Regions from separate parts of the Mus musculus genome. Here regions 1, 2, 4, 5 and 6 are each linked to region 3. The links are chromatin contacts, called in public HiChIP or PLAC-seq and promoter capture Hi-C maps. All regions are on one chromosome and are shown on one strand. The core of a region is the stretch at or near the end of the contact, and the rest is flanking DNA. Distances in the headings are between cores, read along the strand shown.

The links. Promoter capture Hi-C pulls out the DNA fragments that hold promoters and counts their contacts. HiChIP or PLAC-seq counts read pairs in DNA pulled down with a chosen protein or histone mark.
Region 1: a contact with region 3 is called in a promoter capture Hi-C map of liver, with 4 times the contacts expected there. The contact joins the promoter of Inhbc here to the promoter of Baz2a in region 3. A contact is called at or near these places in 7 of 39 promoter capture datasets (the HPC-7 cell line, frontonasal cranial neural crest, hippocampal neurons and 3 more), 2 of 115 datasets of contacts at active chromatin or transcription factors (microglia and stem cell-derived neural progenitor cells) and 1 of 9 other capture datasets (liver).
Region 2: an H3K27ac HiChIP or PLAC-seq map of microglia shows a contact between it and region 3, with 6 times the contacts expected there. The contact joins the promoter of Inhbe here to the promoter of Baz2a in region 3. A contact is called at or near these places in 1 of 484 Hi-C or Micro-C datasets (embryonic stem cells), 5 of 115 datasets of contacts at active chromatin or transcription factors (astrocytes, bone marrow-derived macrophages, embryonic stem cells and 2 more) and 2 of 9 other capture datasets (adipose tissue and liver).
Region 4: a promoter capture Hi-C map of pre-B cells shows a contact between it and region 3, with 9 times the contacts expected there. The contact joins the promoter of Cdk2 here to the promoter of Baz2a in region 3. A contact is called at or near these places in 8 of 39 promoter capture datasets (the C10 cell line, the HPC-7 cell line, cranial neural crest and 5 more) and 6 of 115 datasets of contacts at active chromatin or transcription factors (cardiomyocytes, double positive thymocytes, effector CD8 T cells and 3 more).
Region 5: a promoter capture Hi-C map of pre-B cells shows a contact between it and region 3, with 8 times the contacts expected there. The contact joins the promoter of Pym1 here to the promoter of Baz2a in region 3. A contact is called at or near these places in 4 of 39 promoter capture datasets (the C10 cell line, the HPC-7 cell line, liver and 1 more), 3 of 484 Hi-C or Micro-C datasets (B cells, CD4 T cells and CD8 T cells) and 3 of 9 other capture datasets (adipose tissue, liver and pancreatic islet).
Region 6: an H3K27ac HiChIP or PLAC-seq map of embryonic stem cells shows a contact between it and region 3, with 2.4 times the contacts expected there. The contact joins the enhancer-like site here to the promoter of Baz2a in region 3. A contact is called at or near these places in 1 of 39 promoter capture datasets (neural stem cells), 10 of 115 datasets of contacts at active chromatin or transcription factors (SST interneurons, astrocytes, bone marrow-derived macrophages and 7 more) and 4 of 9 other capture datasets (adipose tissue, liver, macrophages and 1 more).

The regions. Positions count from the first base shown.
Region 1 is chr10:127,369,179-127,371,878 of GRCm38.p6, reverse strand. Inhbc (inhibin beta-C) reads left to right here and starts at 1,331. Exons shown (of 2, transcript NM_010565.4): 1 at 1,331-1,798. The coding sequence starts at 1,483.
Region 2 is chr10:127,350,505-127,353,204 of GRCm38.p6, reverse strand. It overlaps Inhbe (inhibin beta-E), which reads left to right and starts at 1,357. Exons shown (of 2, transcript NM_008382.3): 1 at 1,357-1,957; 2 at 2,194-2,700. The coding sequence starts at 1,660.
Region 3 is chr10:128,091,501-128,094,366 of GRCm38.p6, reverse strand. Baz2a (bromodomain adjacent to zinc finger domain, 2A) reads right to left here and starts at 1,584. Exons shown (of 30, transcript NM_054078.2): 1 at 1,517-1,584.
Region 4 is chr10:128,703,621-128,706,320 of GRCm38.p6, reverse strand. Cdk2 (cyclin-dependent kinase 2) reads left to right here and starts at 1,270. Exons shown (of 8, transcript NM_183417.3): 1 at 1,270-1,609; 2 at 2,318-2,395; 3 at 2,494-2,614. The coding sequence starts at 1,494. Pmel (premelanosome protein) reads right to left here and starts at 63. Exons shown (of 11, transcript NM_021882.4): 1 at 1-63. The coding sequence starts at 35.
Region 5 is chr10:128,747,196-128,749,895 of GRCm38.p6, reverse strand. Pym1 (PYM homolog 1, exon junction complex associated factor) reads right to left here and starts at 1,441. Exons shown (of 3, transcript NM_001170869.2): 1 at 1,330-1,441. The coding sequence starts at 1,363.
Region 6 is chr10:127,562,419-127,565,255 of GRCm38.p6, reverse strand. It overlaps Lrp1 (low density lipoprotein receptor-related protein 1), which reads left to right. Exons shown (of 89, transcript NM_008512.2): 42 at 1,463-1,652. Among named protein-coding and RNA genes, the nearest start is that of Nxph4, 29 kb to the right of the region's middle. Within about 2 kb of position 1,250, at least 77 of the 459 cell types and tissues checked have an H3K27ac peak or open chromatin away from gene starts, as enhancers often do. A contact at or near this core is called in embryonic stem cells, where this site is marked.

The DNA of each region.
Region 1 (2,700 bases), core at 82-2,581, 720 kb after region 3:
TTGGCCCATATTTCCATCTCTCCATCTATTGAGAGATAGTCCTCTCCCTTTCCTGCAATCCTGTGTCTTCTAGCTCAGCCCAGAGGCTCTCCTAGTCTCCAGCAGCTCTCCAGCTGAGTTATTAACATGTAACCACCCACGGTGACTCTTTGTATCCATGTCAGCTCTTGGCCTCTGTATTCAATAAGGCTCTGCAAAGAGGACTGTTGATCACCAACAGCCTTGCAGGCTATCTGGGGAAACTAGAATCATTTGGTAAATTGCAACCAAAGAAACTGACATGCTTGCAAACCTATTGTTTTCTCAACAGTTCTCACACGCCCACCTATGTTTCTGACGGGACACACTAAGAACATCTGGTTTGGACATTTCTTTTTCTCTCCCCTTTCCTTAACTTTCAGATGGTAACTGTGACTTAGTGGGCAGAATCCAACCTGAACTAACAAAGAAGGTTGGGCTGAAAGCCCTAAGGAGGAAAATCCGAGCAGTTGGGAAGCAGAGGTGGCCTGGTCTATAGAGTTAATTCCAGGGATACATAGGGAAACCCTGTCTCAAAAAAAAGAAAAGAAAAGAAAAGAAAAGAAAAGGAAAGAAAAAGAAAAAGAGAAGTGGAGGAGGAGGGGAAGGAGGAGTGGGGAGGAGAAGCGAGGAAGAGGAAACTTTAAAGTGCCTCTTTTTTTTTTTTTTTTTTTTTTAAGAGTCACCATTTAAGCAGGTGTGGTGACATATACTTTTATTCTCAGCACTTACAAGACAGACACAGGTAGATCTCTGTGAGTTCAAGACTAGGAGGGTCTACATAGCCAGTTCCAGGCCAGTCAGGGCTACACCATGAGATCCAGTCTCAAAAACAAACAAGCAAGCAACAACAAAGAAGTCAGCCTCTTAACTGGACACGGTAGTCCATGCCTGTGAGACCAGATTTGAGAAGCAGATGCAGAAGTTCAAAACCAACCTCCACTATATAGCAAGATCAAAGTAAACCCAAGCTGAGTGCAAATCTGACTCAACCACACACCATGCACACACAAAAAGTCACAATTTTTTTTTTCTTTTTGAGACTGTTAAGTCCTGACTTCTGGTGATTATCCAGCCTTAGCCCCTGAAGTAACCGCTGCTCACAACACTTTTCCCCCAGGCTTCACAGCAAGGCTCTAACCTTTGTCCCCTGGTCTGGCAGCTCATTTGGCTAACAATCTCCCAACAGAAGCAAGAGGCAGACATTTCTTTCTTCAAACAATCCACACAACCCCCTCTGTACTTTCACTGGCTACAGGAGAATACTGCCAAGTTCCACCTGAACTGGCTTCATTTTTCACGCCAGATGTTTGGCCGCTGTATCTCTGACAAAAAGGAGTCATGCCAGTCGGAGGTCAGTCACATTCCTCCCAGGGTCCCTGGTGCCCAGGACAGAGTTGAAGCCACTCCCGTTGAGACCCTGAATATAGGCTTTGGGTCCTTTAAGGAGGCTATCCTCCAGCAATGGCCTCCTCCTTGCTCCTGGCTCTTCTGTTCCTGACTCCAACCACAGTAGTGAACCCCAAAACTGAGGGTCCATGCCCAGCATGTTGGGGTGCCATCTTTGACCTGGAGAGCCAGCGGGAGCTGCTTCTCGATTTGGCCAAGAAAAGTATCCTGGACAAGCTGCACCTCAGCCAGCGCCCCATACTCAGTCGGCCAGTGTCCAGAGGGGCTCTCAAGACCGCGCTGCAGCGCCTCCGCGGGCCTCGACGGGAAACCCTGTTGGAGCATGACCAGAGACAAGAAGAATATGAGATCATCAGCTTTGCTGACACAGGTAGGTCCATGGTCCGTAGCTCTGGCCCCAAACCTGACCCTAGGAAGGAGAAAGTCTCCTCCCTAGTTAGCTTCTGACTTCATCCTCGCCAAAAACATCCTGCTTGCACACTCTGCGCCTGCGCACCCGGGGGCTCCTACGCCTCAGGTTCTCTAAGTTAGGTCAGGTTCACTTGGTGGGAGCTGGGAGCTGTTGGTTTCACTTCTTTAGAAATCTCTCTCTCTCTCTCTCTCTCCTTCCCTCCTCTTTCTCGCCCCCCCCCCCCCCAATCTATAACCCTCCCTGTGTGAGCCTGCCCAGTCCCCAGGCCAAGGGTCGATTACTGGGCAGTTTGTGATTTCTCTGACTCCAGGATCTATCAATCACCTCCTCTTCCTCGAGAATACCCCATGTCTGTAAAGAGAGAAAAAGTAAGACACCAAGATTATAACATCTCTCCGCACCTCAGGTCCTCACATCAGACAATGTCAAATAAAAACTCAGAAAGAGGTGTGAAAGATAAGGGTAAAGAAATTCAGGCCTACAGCTGGGAGGTGGTGGCGCACACCTTTAATGCCAGAACTCAACTGGGGAGGCAGAGGTAGGTGGGGGTCTCTGAGTTCAAGGCTAGCCTGATCTATAGAGCAAGTTCCAGGACAGCCAAGGCCACACACAGAAATTCTGTCTAGAAAACAAACAAACAACGGATAAAAGATAAAGAAAGAATTACTTCCATAGCGGAGAGAGCTGGAGAGAAGATGAGAACTTAGAAGACTTAAAAGCTATTGCAAGCTCACTCGCTCTCTGGTCTGGAAGACGGTGCCACGCGCCACACCATGCTCCTAGCCGCTTTCCCCTGACTGATTGGCACCTACTTTCTTCCCCCTCACGACCCAGCACAAATTATGCAGCCATCGAGCCTG
Region 2 (2,700 bases), core at 108-2,607, 740 kb after region 3:
TAACTCAGTAGATAAAGCTATTGCTTTACAAGCGCATGGACCTGCATTAGAGTCTCCAGAGCCCAGGTAGAAATGCAATCCCAGCGTTGCAGACACTGGGACTCACTGGCCAGCCAGTGTAGTCTAATTAGTGAGTTCCAGACCAGCAAGGATGTCCTGTCTCAAAGGAGGTAGGTGGATGACGTCCCTAGGGATGGCACACAGGGCTGTGCTCCAGCTTACACATGCACACACACGAGCACACACACGTGCACACAAGCACACACATGCACACACACGAGCACGCGCGTACACACACACACACATGCGCACACATTAAAAAACAAAGTCGGGGGCTGGAGAGATGGCTCAGTGGCTAAGAGCACTGGCTGCTCTTTCAGGGGACTTGAGTTCAATTCCCAGCAACCACGTTGTGGCTCACAACCATCTGTAATGGCATCCAATGCCCTCTTCTGGTGTATCTGATTGAAGACAGTGACAGTGTACTCACATATATAAAATAAATAAATCTTTCAAACAAACAAGCAAAAATAAAACAAAGCCTGGATGACCAAGACCTGAGGCGGCTTTTCCGGCTTTGTCCCCTAGGTCCCTTAAATTTCCATTTTCCAACTACATTACCAGAAGCCTGGCACCACTCCTGGGCTGCCTCAGATTTGGCCAACTCCTACAGTACCCTAAAGGCAGTAGTTACCAGGCACAGGTGCTTCAAAGGCGCTCGCCCTTCTGCCAGCTCTGCCGGACTCTGCTCTGCTGTAAGATTGCATCACCACGAGCCCACCTGGCCGGGTTTCCCCAGACATCACAGAAGATGTCCTCATCCCTGCTCTGGCCCTCCCCCAGGTGGACTCTGGGCAGCCAGCACAGGCAGGGTCAAAAGGTAATTTCTATGTCCCGTGGCACTGCCACCTAGGCCTGATCAAGAGGACTCCATTTTTTTTTTAAACCACCCTTTCTAAAACCTAACTCGGCTTGAACGCTAGAATTATTGTTCTGACATGGAAACCCCGAGAACTAACCCACTGAAACAGCCTCATAAAACGGTTTCCGTTTTCAAGCTCGGAAGTCAGTCAGGGCATACTGAGGAGCCACCGCCCATCCCCACCTGGCTCCTATGGACTCCCTCACCTGAATCCCAGACCTTGGGAACTGACCGTGTGAAATCATCCTCTTTCTTGCATCATGCATGTCCACGTTGCACCTCCATACCCCTACCTCAAGCCACCACACCCAGATGGTGAAACTCGAGTCCCGGGGGAGCCCTCCACCCCCTGCAGGGGCCTGATGGGCAGCGCAGCTGGCCAATCCTAAGGTTCAGAGGGTAGGTCTGCTGGTTGACCGCTAGGTGAGGGATCCCAAGCAACTGGCTCTAAAGAGGCCCTGCCAGTAGTTAGTCATGAACTGTGAGGGTCACACATAGCTACCCCACCAGGCGATCTACTCTCAGTCTTCCTGAGTCCTAGGCTATTGAGGACAAGTAGCTTGGTCTGCTCTTTGTCAAGGGTAGCTGTGACACTGGTTTGCTGTTGCTGCTGCTGCTGCTGCTGCTGCTGCTGCTGCTGCTGCTGCTGCTGCTGCTTCTGTATCCTCTTTGGGAAATCAGACTCATAAAACTGCCACCCATTCGAGGTTCTCAAAGCAGAGCCATCTACCTGGAGCATGAAGCTTCCAAAAGCCCAGCTCTGGCTAATACTGCTGTGGGCATTGGTGTGGGTGCAGAGTACAAGATCTGCGTGCCCGTCCTGTGGGGGCCCAACACTGGCACCCCAAGGAGAACGCGCTCTGGTCCTGGAGCTAGCCAAGCAGCAAATCCTGGAGGGACTGCACCTAACCAGCCGTCCCAGAATAACTCGGCCTCTGCCCCAGGCAGCACTGACCAGAGCCCTCCGGAGACTGCAGCCCAAGAGCATGGTCCCTGGCAACCGAGAGAAAGTCATCAGCTTTGCTACCATCATAGGTGGGTGAGGGGAGAGAGACCGGGGACAGGAGACACAAGGAGAGGCCTGCAGGGGAGGCAGGAGGCGTGGGGTGTGGCAAGAGAAAGAGCTGGGGACACAGGCCGTCCAGGCCCTTTGCAGAGGTCTGTATGAGAGATGAGGGATGGTTGGGTAGGGTGGCCGAGTGTCAGAGAGAAGCTTTGTTCATGTTTTAATTTGCTTTTTTGTTTGTTTGTTTTTGTTTTTGTCTGAGCAGACAAATCCACTTCAACCTACCGCTCCATGCTCACCTTCCAGCTGTCCCCTCTTTGGTCCCACCACCTGTACCATGCCCGCCTCTGGCTGCATGTGCCTCCCTCTTTTCCGGGCACTCTGTACCTGAGGATCTTCCGTTGCGGCACCACTAGGTGCCGAGGATTCCGCACCTTCCTAGCTGAGCACCAAACCACTTCCTCTGGCTGGCACGCCCTGACTCTGCCCTCTAGCGGCTTGCGGAGTGAGGACTCTGGCGTCGTGAAACTCCAACTGGAATTTAGACCCCTGGACCTTAACAGCACCGCTGCGGGACTGCCACGGCTGCTCTTGGACACAGCGGGACAGCAACGTCCCTTCTTGGAACTTAAGATCCGAGCTAATGAACCTGGAGCAGGTCGGGCCAGGAGGAGGACTCCCACCTGTGAGCCTGAGACCCCCTTATGTTGTAGGCGAGACCACTATGTAGACTTCCAGGAGCTGGGGTGGCGGGATTGGATCCTGCAGCCGG
Region 3 (2,866 bases), core at 335-2,834:
ATAACAATGTGGCTGGTTAGCCAACAAGCCTCCCTTCAAGAAGCTACTCCAAAGAGAAAGGGGCCAACGGTCATTTTATTAGCAACCTGTGAGAAGAGTGTCTGGGGAACAGACTGAACCTCCCACAAAACAAGCCAGAGGATGATGAGACGTGAAGTGGCGATAAACACCTGCCACCGCCTTCTCACCCTCCAAGTTCCTGCTGTACCTCCCTGTCTCTGGGTCAGCTGTCATTGTGCCAGCCACTCTGGAGCCAGATGGCTGGGGCTATGAGATGGTGGTATGCATCCTAGCTGTACCTTCCCTTTCCTCTTCAAGACACTCCAAGCATCCAACCTTAAGCACTACAGGACACACACACTGCGCCCTTCCCAGCACCTTTAGTTGTGACTCAGAGTAGTATAAGACAAACCCTGACACCCATTCTACTAATTCTGGAGGCAGGGGCACTAGAGAAGGAGCTCGGGGCTCAGCTGGATGGAAAGAGTATTTCCTATTGAAGGTAGGGTAATTATAAAGACCTCCCACTCCATGACTGAACCGATCTTGCCTTAGCCACAGCTCTTGGCCCTGTAGCAATTCCCATTGGTTCCTTTTCGGCACTCAGGTTCGGAGGAGACAATCTCACCGTATTTTGGTAAGGTTAGGTTCTCTCATAATATGCCAAAAAGATTGTAACCCCTCCCCTTCTCCAAGTGGGTCTGCGCCCCTCGGATTTAGTCTCCAAATTCCCCAACGGACAGCTGGGCATATGATAGGCATATAAGACAGTGACATCTCGGGGTTTTTGTTTGTTTTGTTTTCTGGAGTAACCTGAAATAGAGAAGGTTGGGCTTCCTTTGCCTTACCCAGCACCCCCAATCCCTTAGAGACTTAGCCCCAGTCTTGTTCTGCCGCAACAGCCGCTGAAGCGGAGTATCACAAGGTTCCCGCAGCGCCGCTGCCCCCGGCGCCCGGACTAGGGGGAGGGGCCAGCTCCAGCGGGGCCGAGCGCCCTTCCCACCGAGATCAGGGGGCGGTGCTCGGGTCCGACCCCAAACTCGGCAAGAAAAGCTTTAGGTGAGACTTAGCTGAACTTGAAGGGTGAGCGGAGCAGGGCGGACAGCGCCCGTAACGTGCGTCGTACCCCCCGCCCCCCGCACTACCAGGAGAGGGGTTGGGGTGGCGGTTATCTCCCCCCCCCTCCGGGGTTAGGATGGCGTGGGAAAGCGCTAGTTCCAGAGAAGAGGAGGCGAAACCCAGACCGCGGGAGAGCTTTCTGGCGAGGGAGGCGCGGGGGAGGGGAGATCCAGGGCCGGAATAGGAGGGGTTCCCGGGAGAGGATGGCGGAGAGGCGTGAGAAGCCTCCGGATCCCGGGCGCAGAGGACAGGGGAGGAACGGGCGAGGAGGCAGGGCGGGGGAGAGAGCAAGGGCAGCGGGCGCAGGGAAGGTCAGAGCTTGGATCCCAGGGGAGGAAGCGGCTGCGGGGACGCCCTGCCCTGGACCCCGGGCCTGGAGGCGGATGCCGGGCCTCACCTGAAGCAGGGCCGGGCCGGGCGGCGGCGGCGGCGCAGGTGGCCGAGCCGGGCGGCGGCGCCTCCTCCCCCAGCCCGAGGCCGGCGGCGGAGGGGGGGGGGGCGGCGCTTAAAGGGGCAGGAGCCACCCGGGTGAGGACGAGCGCTCAGGGACGGCTGTCGCGAAGGCTCCGCTGGGGGAGGGGACGGCGGGTGGCGTCTCCTAGGGGCCAGAACCAGGAAGGATCCCAGATGCAGGAAAAGACAGAAACTTCTGCGGCGTAGTTGGGGACAGCGGTGGGTCTGAACTGGAGTACTTGAAGAGCTCTTTTTGCCGGCACGGGGCGCCCAGCTAAGACTTATTCACAAAGGAGGCTGGAGAGACAGTGGGAGCCACAAAGATTCAAGGAGGCCTAGGAGAGCAGGAGAGGGAACTCAAGGCCGAGAGCATGTCGGGGTCACGCACAGCGCCCTGCTAGGTAAACAGGCTTCTCCCGGCCCTATCCGTACTACAGCTGTACAAATCTGGAATCAGGAAACCACAGAGGCAAAACGCTCTCTGTCCTGTCAATGGTGGAGGCCATCCGTAACAGGGTCGTGAGGCTGATGCAGGGCTAAGAATCGACTTTATTCATTGCTCGGTTTGGCCCCAGCCACCACCACCACCCTTGCAGCAACCTCTGGGGCAACAGGAAGCAGCTGCTCAGTGCAGCCCCGACCCGGTGGTGGGTTAAAGGGGGGAGGAAGAAACACCGAGAGAAACTAGGGGGAGGGGAAGCATCTCTTACAAGACCAAGACTGAACTAGTAATGAATACAGTAAAATACTACTTGAATCTCTGCACTTAAATTGGAGCGGGGGGTTCTAGGGTGAGGAAGGAAGCCCTAACCTAAGATACAACCCCAGGCTCTTCCTTAGAGCTGGAGCTTGCCAATGCTCAGCAGCTCACCAGCTAAGCCCCGTGTCCCCCCCACAGTCCGTTTCTCTTCCTTCACTCCCCCAAAAGAGCAAAGGTTAGGCCCCACCCCTGCTGAGTCAGCCAGAGAGGGAGCTGGGCATCCCTCAGGCCTTTCCCAGGGGCAGCTATCATACTTACCCATGTCAGGCTGGCAGGACTCAGGATTAGGACCCAGATTCTCACTGTCCTTGGGTCTTGCTTCAATTGAAGGCTACTGTTGGATCCTGTCCAACTATGGGCTGGGAACTCGCAAACCCCAAAAAAGCCAATGTATGCTTCCTGCGAACGACACAGCCTGAACTGCTGTAGGGTGATGTCCCTGTATGACAGACTGGGGTGGGAGGGAGGAGGGAAGGGCGGGGCTTTCATTGGGTGGAGAGAGGGAGGAGGCGAGGACAGGGCCGACCGGAGAAA
Region 4 (2,700 bases), core at 21-2,520, 610 kb before region 3:
AGCACGGGAAGGAAGCTCCTTCTCTGGACACCCATAGTGGTCCTCTTGCCAGCAGCCAAAGGTACCAGGGGGTGGGAGCGAGCCCCTATATAGAAAGGGATGGTCATTTGCATAGGCCTTCCTCCTCTCCCTCCAGAGGAGGGGAAACCTGGGAAGAAGGAAAGGGCCAGAACTGATTTCATCCCACACAGCTCAATGACAGTTTCTGGTTTCGCTGGGTCACATTCACTGACACACTTATTCTGGAAAGAGTTCACTGATGGGCAGCCTCAATTCACATACTTAACAGTCACAATTCAGCAAGACAGAGTGAAGAGAATTGTGTCAAACCAAGAGATCCTTAAGACAGAAACAGCACCTTTATCCAAAAGCATCCAGAAGGGGCTGGGAGGGTAGATTGCCAGCAATAAAACAACACAGGCAGCCAATGAACCCCGAAACAGTGAGACAGTATTAAGCTAGGCTGAGAAACGACTCTATTATCTAGCCAAAGAATCCTTTACAATAAGAGTCCCGATTTTCCAGCCTGGACTAGAGTTCCAGGACAGCCAAGATTACACAGAGAAACCTTGTCTCAGAAAAATAAAAAGAAAGCGGAGGGAGGCGAGAAGGAGGGAGTGTGTGTGGGAGAGAGAGAGAGAGAGAGACCGGATTTTGTGCCCCACATGGAGACCGAGACAAACGGATCTCTGTGAGTTCGAAGACAACCTGGACTTTTGAACGCATTCCAGCCAACAAGGGCTGCATTATGAGATGTTTCCAAAAAGCAGGCGAGAGTGCTGGAGAAACAGCACCGCTGTTAAGAGCGCAAGCCGCTCTTGCAGAAGACCAGAGTTCAGCTCCAGCACCCAAGTTAGGCTCACGACCGCCTAGAACCTCAGCTCCAGGGCACCTGCTGCTTCTGTGAAAACTTAAATGCAGACACACAGACCCACACACCATTTAAAATAAAATACATTATTCTTTTTCTTTTAAAGATTCCCAGGTTTTGCTTTTTAAAAGAGACTCTCTTGTCCAGGTGGAATTTTAATCTCACCCAAGGGGTGGTGAAAATTGTGAGGGAAAGGTAAGGAAATCCGTAGACCAGAAACACCACCAGTTCCGGCCTGCGGAGCCTAAACCAGGAACTGCGGGAAAGTTGTGCAGCTGCCCCGCGGCTCGCCCGCCCAGGGCGGGGCCTCTGAGGCGGGAGCGCGATGGTCCGGTCCGCCCTCGTGACGTGAACCAATCGGAAGGGCGGGGGGCGGGGCCAGGGAAACGCGGGAAGGAGGGGCGGGGTCTCGGATGGCCGTCTGGAGCAGTGGGGGAGGCGGCAACATTGTTTCAAGTTGGACAAATTGTCAAGGGCTGAGCTCTCCTTGCGTTCCATCCCGAGCTGGGACTGCCGTGCTCACCCGGGGTCCCCCAGGTCCTCCGCTCCGAGTGTCGGGCCCGCTTTCGTCAGGGTTCCCGGGCCCCGCTCCCGGGGGCCTGAGCCGCCTCACTAGCGCTCCATGGAGAACTTCCAAAAGGTGGAGAAGATTGGAGAGGGCACGTACGGAGTGGTGTACAAAGCCAAAAACAAGTTGACGGGAGAAGTTGTGGCGCTTAAGAAGATCCGGCTCGACACGTGAGTGGCCTCCGGAGCCGGAACTCCTTTGCCCGGACCTCTTGGCTGTCCCCCTCCCAACCCCCTACCCCAACAGGCGGGTAGCGTCCCCGGACCGGAAGGTAGCGGGGAGGGAGGGAGGGACGCGTGAAGCGAGCGGTGGGTTGGCCGACCGTGGAGGCTCTACCGGAGGAGACTGTCCGGGGCTGGAATCCAGGGGAAAGTTTCTTGCAGTGCTCCAGCCGGTGTGCTCCCAAATCTGCTAGCCGAGAGACTTGGGAAGAGAAAGTTGTGGGGTGGGAGCCCGGGATAGGAGGGGTCCAGGGCTGTTCGTGGAGTTGGGTTATGTGGTAACCAGAGAAAAGTTCCTTTCTGAATGGAGAGCTCTCCTCACTGCTCCAGCACCATACTTAGAACCCTCACTCTCTTTCAAAAGAATGGCAGTTGAGATTCACTGGCCCTCAGGGGAGGCCGGGAGCTACTCTCACCCCACTCCCCTATTACCTTTCTTCTGCTTTTCATTCACCTGGAGGCTCTTCTTACCTTTCACTGGAAAAAGAGGAAATAATGGCCTTAAATATGTCTAAAAGCCACACCCTAACTACCCAGAAATTAACTCCTCACAGCACCTCTCCTGTCTGCCTTCCTAAGGGGGCTGGGGGTTGTGTATCCCTGAGAGAATGATGTTTGTAACCGTATTCTTGTCTCTGTTTTCCCAACCTCTCCAAGTGAGACTGAAGGTGTACCCAGTACTGCCATCCGAGAGATCTCTCTCCTTAAGGAACTTAATCACCCTAATATCGTCAAGTAAGTCTGCTCTGAGAGATGATCACTATGACGAATTCTGCTTGCTTAGCCTCAGAATTTCTCTCCTTCAACTCCATTTCCTGGACCTTCTCTTGCAGGCTGCTGGATGTCATCCACACAGAAAATAAGCTTTATCTGGTTTTTGAATTTCTGCACCAGGACCTCAAGAAATTCATGGATGCCTCTGCTCTCACGGGCATTCCTCTTCCCCTCATCAAGGTAACCCTGTTCAGTGACAGCCCACAAATTTTAGGGAAAACTAGAGGCAGGTAATTCAGTCTGGTAATTTATTTTGGCTTTTTCTC
Region 5 (2,700 bases), core at 192-2,691, 660 kb before region 3:
AGCAGAGAGGCAAAAGAACAGCTTATTTTCCTCTTCTACAGAGCCACAAAGAACAGAAACTATCTCTATAGCAGGGCAGGGGCCAGATGGAATATAAAAAGAATAAGAAGGTACACATTAAAAGCTGCAAACTGCCTGTCATGGTATTAGACGCCTTTAATCCCACAACTTGGGAAGCAGAGGTAAGTGGATCTCTATGAGTTCAAGGCCAGCCTGGTCTACACAGTGAGCTCTAGGCCAGCCAGGGCCACATAGTGAGATCACATCTGGGGATTGGAGTGTTAAAGATGAAAGTTGCTTTTTAAAGGTTGGGCACAGTGGCTCATGCTTTTAATTTTAATAAGGAACATTTAAAGCAAACCAAGAAGCATAAATGGCACATTTTAAAACACACCGTGCATTACCGCACAATCACAGGATCACTTCTACAAAACCCTAGTCACATATGAAGACCAAGATGAAGGCTACAAAAACAGTCACCGGGTACTTGCACTACGTCTTCCAAATATCTATTTGATCATCTCGAAGTCAATATTGCACATTATCCTAAAGACAAGGCAACTACAAACAAGACAAAAACATAAAACCGATTCTCAGCTTCACACACAAACAGCTGACTTCCAACATTTCAGACAGCTCGACTGAAGTGCTACTCAACCTTTAAGAAATCATGGGGTTCTATCAATTATCAAAGACGTTGAGAGAAAGGCCAGTAGATACTTTCCTGTTTGTTTTCTCCCACTTTAAATGGAAAACTCCACCAAGGAGAAAAGTCAAGTTGAAAGTTAAATTCCTCTTCCCTTCACACGTCTGGATTTCAGTGACACCCACCCCCACCCCCACCCAATGAAGATGGGGCAAAGAGTGAAGAAGAAAGCACTATGTAGCAATGAGATCATCAGCAGACACAGCCCGGAGAGAAAGAATGAAAACAGGGAAGGGTAGAGAGCAGGTACAACAGTAAGAAATGGGGGAGGGAGAAAGGGGGTTGGAATTGGAGGGAACTGAGCACAGGAGCCCATAATGCTGGAGAACCTTGCAAAGGTACGGGACTCCAACAGCTAGAAAGAGCTGAAGCGCCTAAGGGTCCCGGAGCAGGGGACATTGGAGGACCCCAGGGTTTGGGAGACCGGAAGCAGAGACCCCCCCCAAAAAACACGAGACCAGAAGGGGGCGCAGGTAACAACCCAAAAGGAATGAATGGGGAAGGCGGTACGGGGGCGTGGCAAAGGAGGAGCCCCGGGATGGGCGTGGCACAAACCCTTTTCCAAGTCCGAACCCCTAACCCAAGAATCCCGGGAGAGGCGGCTCCGCGATCCCCGCACTCACCGCCGGTCTCGTCAGTTACATAGGGAGTCGCCATCTTGAGAACCCGAACCACTTCCGGCGTGAGCGGGCTGGGGTCCCGCCCCCCTCCCCGCCGGAAGTGGAGTCCTCATCCTAGCAAGCCACCATTTTAATCTTAAAGAGAGACTGCACCATTTCTCTGACGCGGGAGGCGGAAAAGGCGAGTGTAAGACGCTCACAGTCATGGGCTCTTAGACTACCACCGACGCCACTGTTGACCTCCTGATGTATATAAAACAATCCCTAGGGCTCGGAGAGAAGTTTGGGCATAAGCCTTATCCCAGACAGTCCTCGCAGGCTCAAGGCCCACCGGGACCCAGCAGGAAAGCTGGTAAAAGAGGAAAGGAATATGCAAGGCCCCTCGCCTGCACCAAACCCTAGGGCGCGTGTTGGCATGGGCAAAGAAGCCCCAGGGATACACGAAAACCCGGGCTAACACTTAAAAGTGGGCAGGTCTACTCGGCACGCCGACCACTCTCGGCCGCCCAGGTTAACTGATCAGAGACCTACGAAGGGGTGCGCAAAGATCGGCGCACTGCGAGTCGGTCACCTGTCCCCGTGGCCTCGGGGGTGCTGGCGGTTTCCATGACTGAACTGGGGCGGGCAGCCCTGGGGATTCAGCGGCCGGCGAGGTAACTTCTTGGCCTGCTGCTCAGTACTGGATCCTCTCGGGTCAGAGGGCACGGGGTGAAGGCTTTTGGGGCGGACCCAGTCAGTATTCTAATTAGCCGCGCCCCACACTTCGGATTAGCTTTGGCTACCGCGAGCAGTTCCACCCTTAAATCTACCGGGACAGTGAGGCCACTCCCTTTGTTAGGTTGTGCCTTGTTCTTGGAAGGAGCGCCAAAGCCCGGTCCGGTCCCTCCCCTCCTCCATCAGCAATTTAGTTCCTCTGGGGCTAAATCCTGTTAAACTTGTTTCCTCTTCTGTCAGGAAGGTGCTGGCTCAAGCTCCTCTCCTCAGGTGTCTGCCCTCCTCCTACAAAGCTTTTTCCTTAACTCTTTCACCCTCTTCTATTGCCCAACTTTGGCTTACACTAACGTCCAACAGTGCCTCTCAAATTGAGAAGTGGGGAAATATTAGTACTTCAGTAGTAGACAATATGTTCTACTTTAAAACAAAACAACCGAGCAGTGGTGGCGCACGCCTTTAATCCCAGTGGAGGCAGAGGGAGGAGGATTTCTGAGTTCGAGGCCAGTCTGGTCTACAGAGTGAGTTCCAGGACAGCCAGGACTACACAGAGAAACCCTGTCTCGAAAAACCAAAAAAAAAAAAAAAAAAAAAAACCAAAAGGAAAAAAAAAAAAAAAAAAAAGAAACAAAACAGGCTAATAAGAACCTCAACTAAGTTTTC
Region 6 (2,837 bases), core at 1-2,500, 530 kb after region 3:
TTGAACTCAGGACCTCTGGATGAGCAGTCAGTGCTCTTAACCGCTGAGCCATCTCATCCCCACCCCCTTCTTCTTTACTTCTTTACTTCTTTTTTTTTTTTTAAGATTTATTTATTTATTATACATAAGTACACTGTAGCTGTCTTCAGACACTCCAGAAGAGGGTGTCAGATCTCATTACGGATGGTTGTGAGCCACCATGTAGTTGCTGGGAATTGAACTCAGGACCTTCAGAATAGCAGTCAGTTATCTTAACCTCTGAGCCATCTCTCCAGCCCCACTCCTTTACTTTTTTAAGAAACATTTTGTAGCCACACATAACCTTGATTTGAACTTCTGATCCTCCTGCCTGCACAGCACTGGGGTCATCTGGGATTATAGGTGTGCGCCACTACCATACCCTTTTTTTTTATGTTGTGGTAGGACTTGAACCCAGAGCTTTGTGCATGCTAGGTAGGTGAGCACTGTGTTACCCAAGGTCTATTCCCATTCCTCCTTTGTTCCTCTCTTCATCCAGGAGGTCCATTCAGACCAGCCAGGTGCTGACTAGGTACTGCATAGAAAAGAATAGACCTGTCCCTCTGTCCTTCTGTCTCCTGGCACACTTTCTCTACGACATCCTGTCTGTGTCTAAAAATGGAGCGTCTGAGGGCTGGTGGAGCTCGTGCTCAGCATGTGCAGGACGTTGGGCCCAGCCCCAGCACCTAAACTGGATACTCTCAATCTCAGCTCCATCAGGAGAGACTGGGAGCCAGCCCCTCCTATCACGCTCTCTGTTGTCCGTCCTACAGTGTGCTCCGCCTCTGGCAGTCACATAGACACGCCCCAGGGAGCCCCGGAGCCTCCGCTGGCTGCTGCTCACAGCACTGTTCAGCTCTGTCTTTTTAGTTACATCTGCTTTATAAAACATTCCAGCTCAGCCCAGCGTGATGGCGCACGCCTTCAATCCCAGCACTTGGGAGGCAGAGGCAGGTGTATTTCTAAGTTTGAGGCCAGCCTGGTCTACAGAGTGAGTTCAGGACAGCCAGGGCCACACAGAGAAACCCTGTCTCGACCACCCCATGCTCCCCCTCCCCCCAAAAAATTCCAGTTCAAGGCCTCTGCAAGCAGGAAGCTTTCCAGTCTGGCCCCAGAGGAATAGTAGAATTCAGTTAGCCGGAATCTCCCCCATACATGAATAAACAGAACTCCACTTCTGAAGAGTGTGACCACACATAGGCCGGGAGTGGGGGGTGGGCAAGAGAAGAGGAAGGAAGGTGCCACGGATCATGACGCAGGTGGTGTGACGTGGCTCTGTGAGGGGCCCTGGGGCCCTGGCAAGTCTGACCAAAGAGCCCTCGGAGGAACTCCCGGTTCCCACAATTCCAGGGGAGCCAGTCATGCCCTTAGCACCTACCAGGCTGCCCCTCTGCTTCTGCTGGTTGGCCCTTCTCAACCCACAGCTGTTCCTGTCTCTTCACAGATGTGGGCTCTGTGGAAGGCCTGGCCTATCACCGTGGCTGGGACACACTGTACTGGACAAGCTACACCACATCCACCATCACCCGCCACACCGTGGACCAGACTCGCCCAGGGGCCTTCGAGAGGGAGACAGTCATCACCATGTCCGGAGACGACCACCCGAGAGCCTTTGTGCTGGATGAGTGCCAGAAGTGAGCTGCTGGGCCTGGGGGGTGGGAGCTATGTCATACGGGAACAGAAAGGGGACAGGCAGGGCCCACCATTTCTGGCCTCAGTGAGATGCATCACCTCTCAGGGCGCTGCTTAATACAAGTGTCAGAAATGAAGGGAGGTTGAGGGCCGTGGGAGATGCCTCTGGCTTTGTGACTGGCATTCATCACACAGTACCGTGGGACTCAAAGCTTCAGCGAAGGCTCACTGACCTTGAGGATATGGGCTGGGCCTGTTCAAACCCCTTGCTGAGCAGAGGTCTTATTACAGTGACCAAGAGGCATTGTGAAGGCAGTTGTGAGCACAAGGCCCCAAAGTGAGAAAAGCAAGAAAAGGTCAAACAGGACAGCAACGGGACTGCCCACCATTTGGGCAAGGCTAGCCTGAGCAGGCAGGGAGTCTGGTCTACCTGTCCTGCCTACCCTGTCTTTCTTCATTTTGATGTGCAGGTTACTAGTGAGTCACACCCTCTGCATAGCAGTCCTGGCTCACGTCTGAGCGACCTGCCCTCCCCAGTTCAGCTGGAATCAGAATGCTTTCTATCAGCCTCACTAGGAAACTAAAGCAATGCCACAGCCTTGGTGACCTCACCTGTCTGGGCTGGTCCTGGGGCCTGTCCTTCCTGGGCCTAGAGCCTCTGGGGAGGGGCTGTCATGATATTTTTCTGCCATTCTAAAAGAGGCATCCTCGGTTTCAACCAAGTCCCTCCTGGCTGAGCCCAGGAAAGTGCTCTCTCTTTCTCTCTCTCTCTCTAGAGCCCCAGAGCCAGTGGCTTCAAAAAAACCCAAGTACACAGAGAATGGACTGGTTGGCAGAGGGTGGAGGATTTCATGACTGCCAAAGACCTGCCCTGTGGAAGTCTGGGAGAATGTCATCAGGGAGGCAGCTCAGGGGTGACTAGAGGGCTGAGATTGTCTTAGGTTAGGGGAGAGAGCTGGAAGGAGCCAGTATGTCAGGATAGTGGTTCAGCCAGCCAGCCATACTCCTCCTGATCCTCACTGAAGCATTAGTGTCCTTGGAAATCAGATAGTTGGACAGGTAGAACGTCCACTGTATTTCTAGTTGCTGACCCTCTGCCCCAAGGAAGCCTCCCCTCCCCCACCCCACCATCCCACAAAGCAGCTTTGCCAAACTCTTAACTCAGGGTACATCCCATGTAAGTCAAT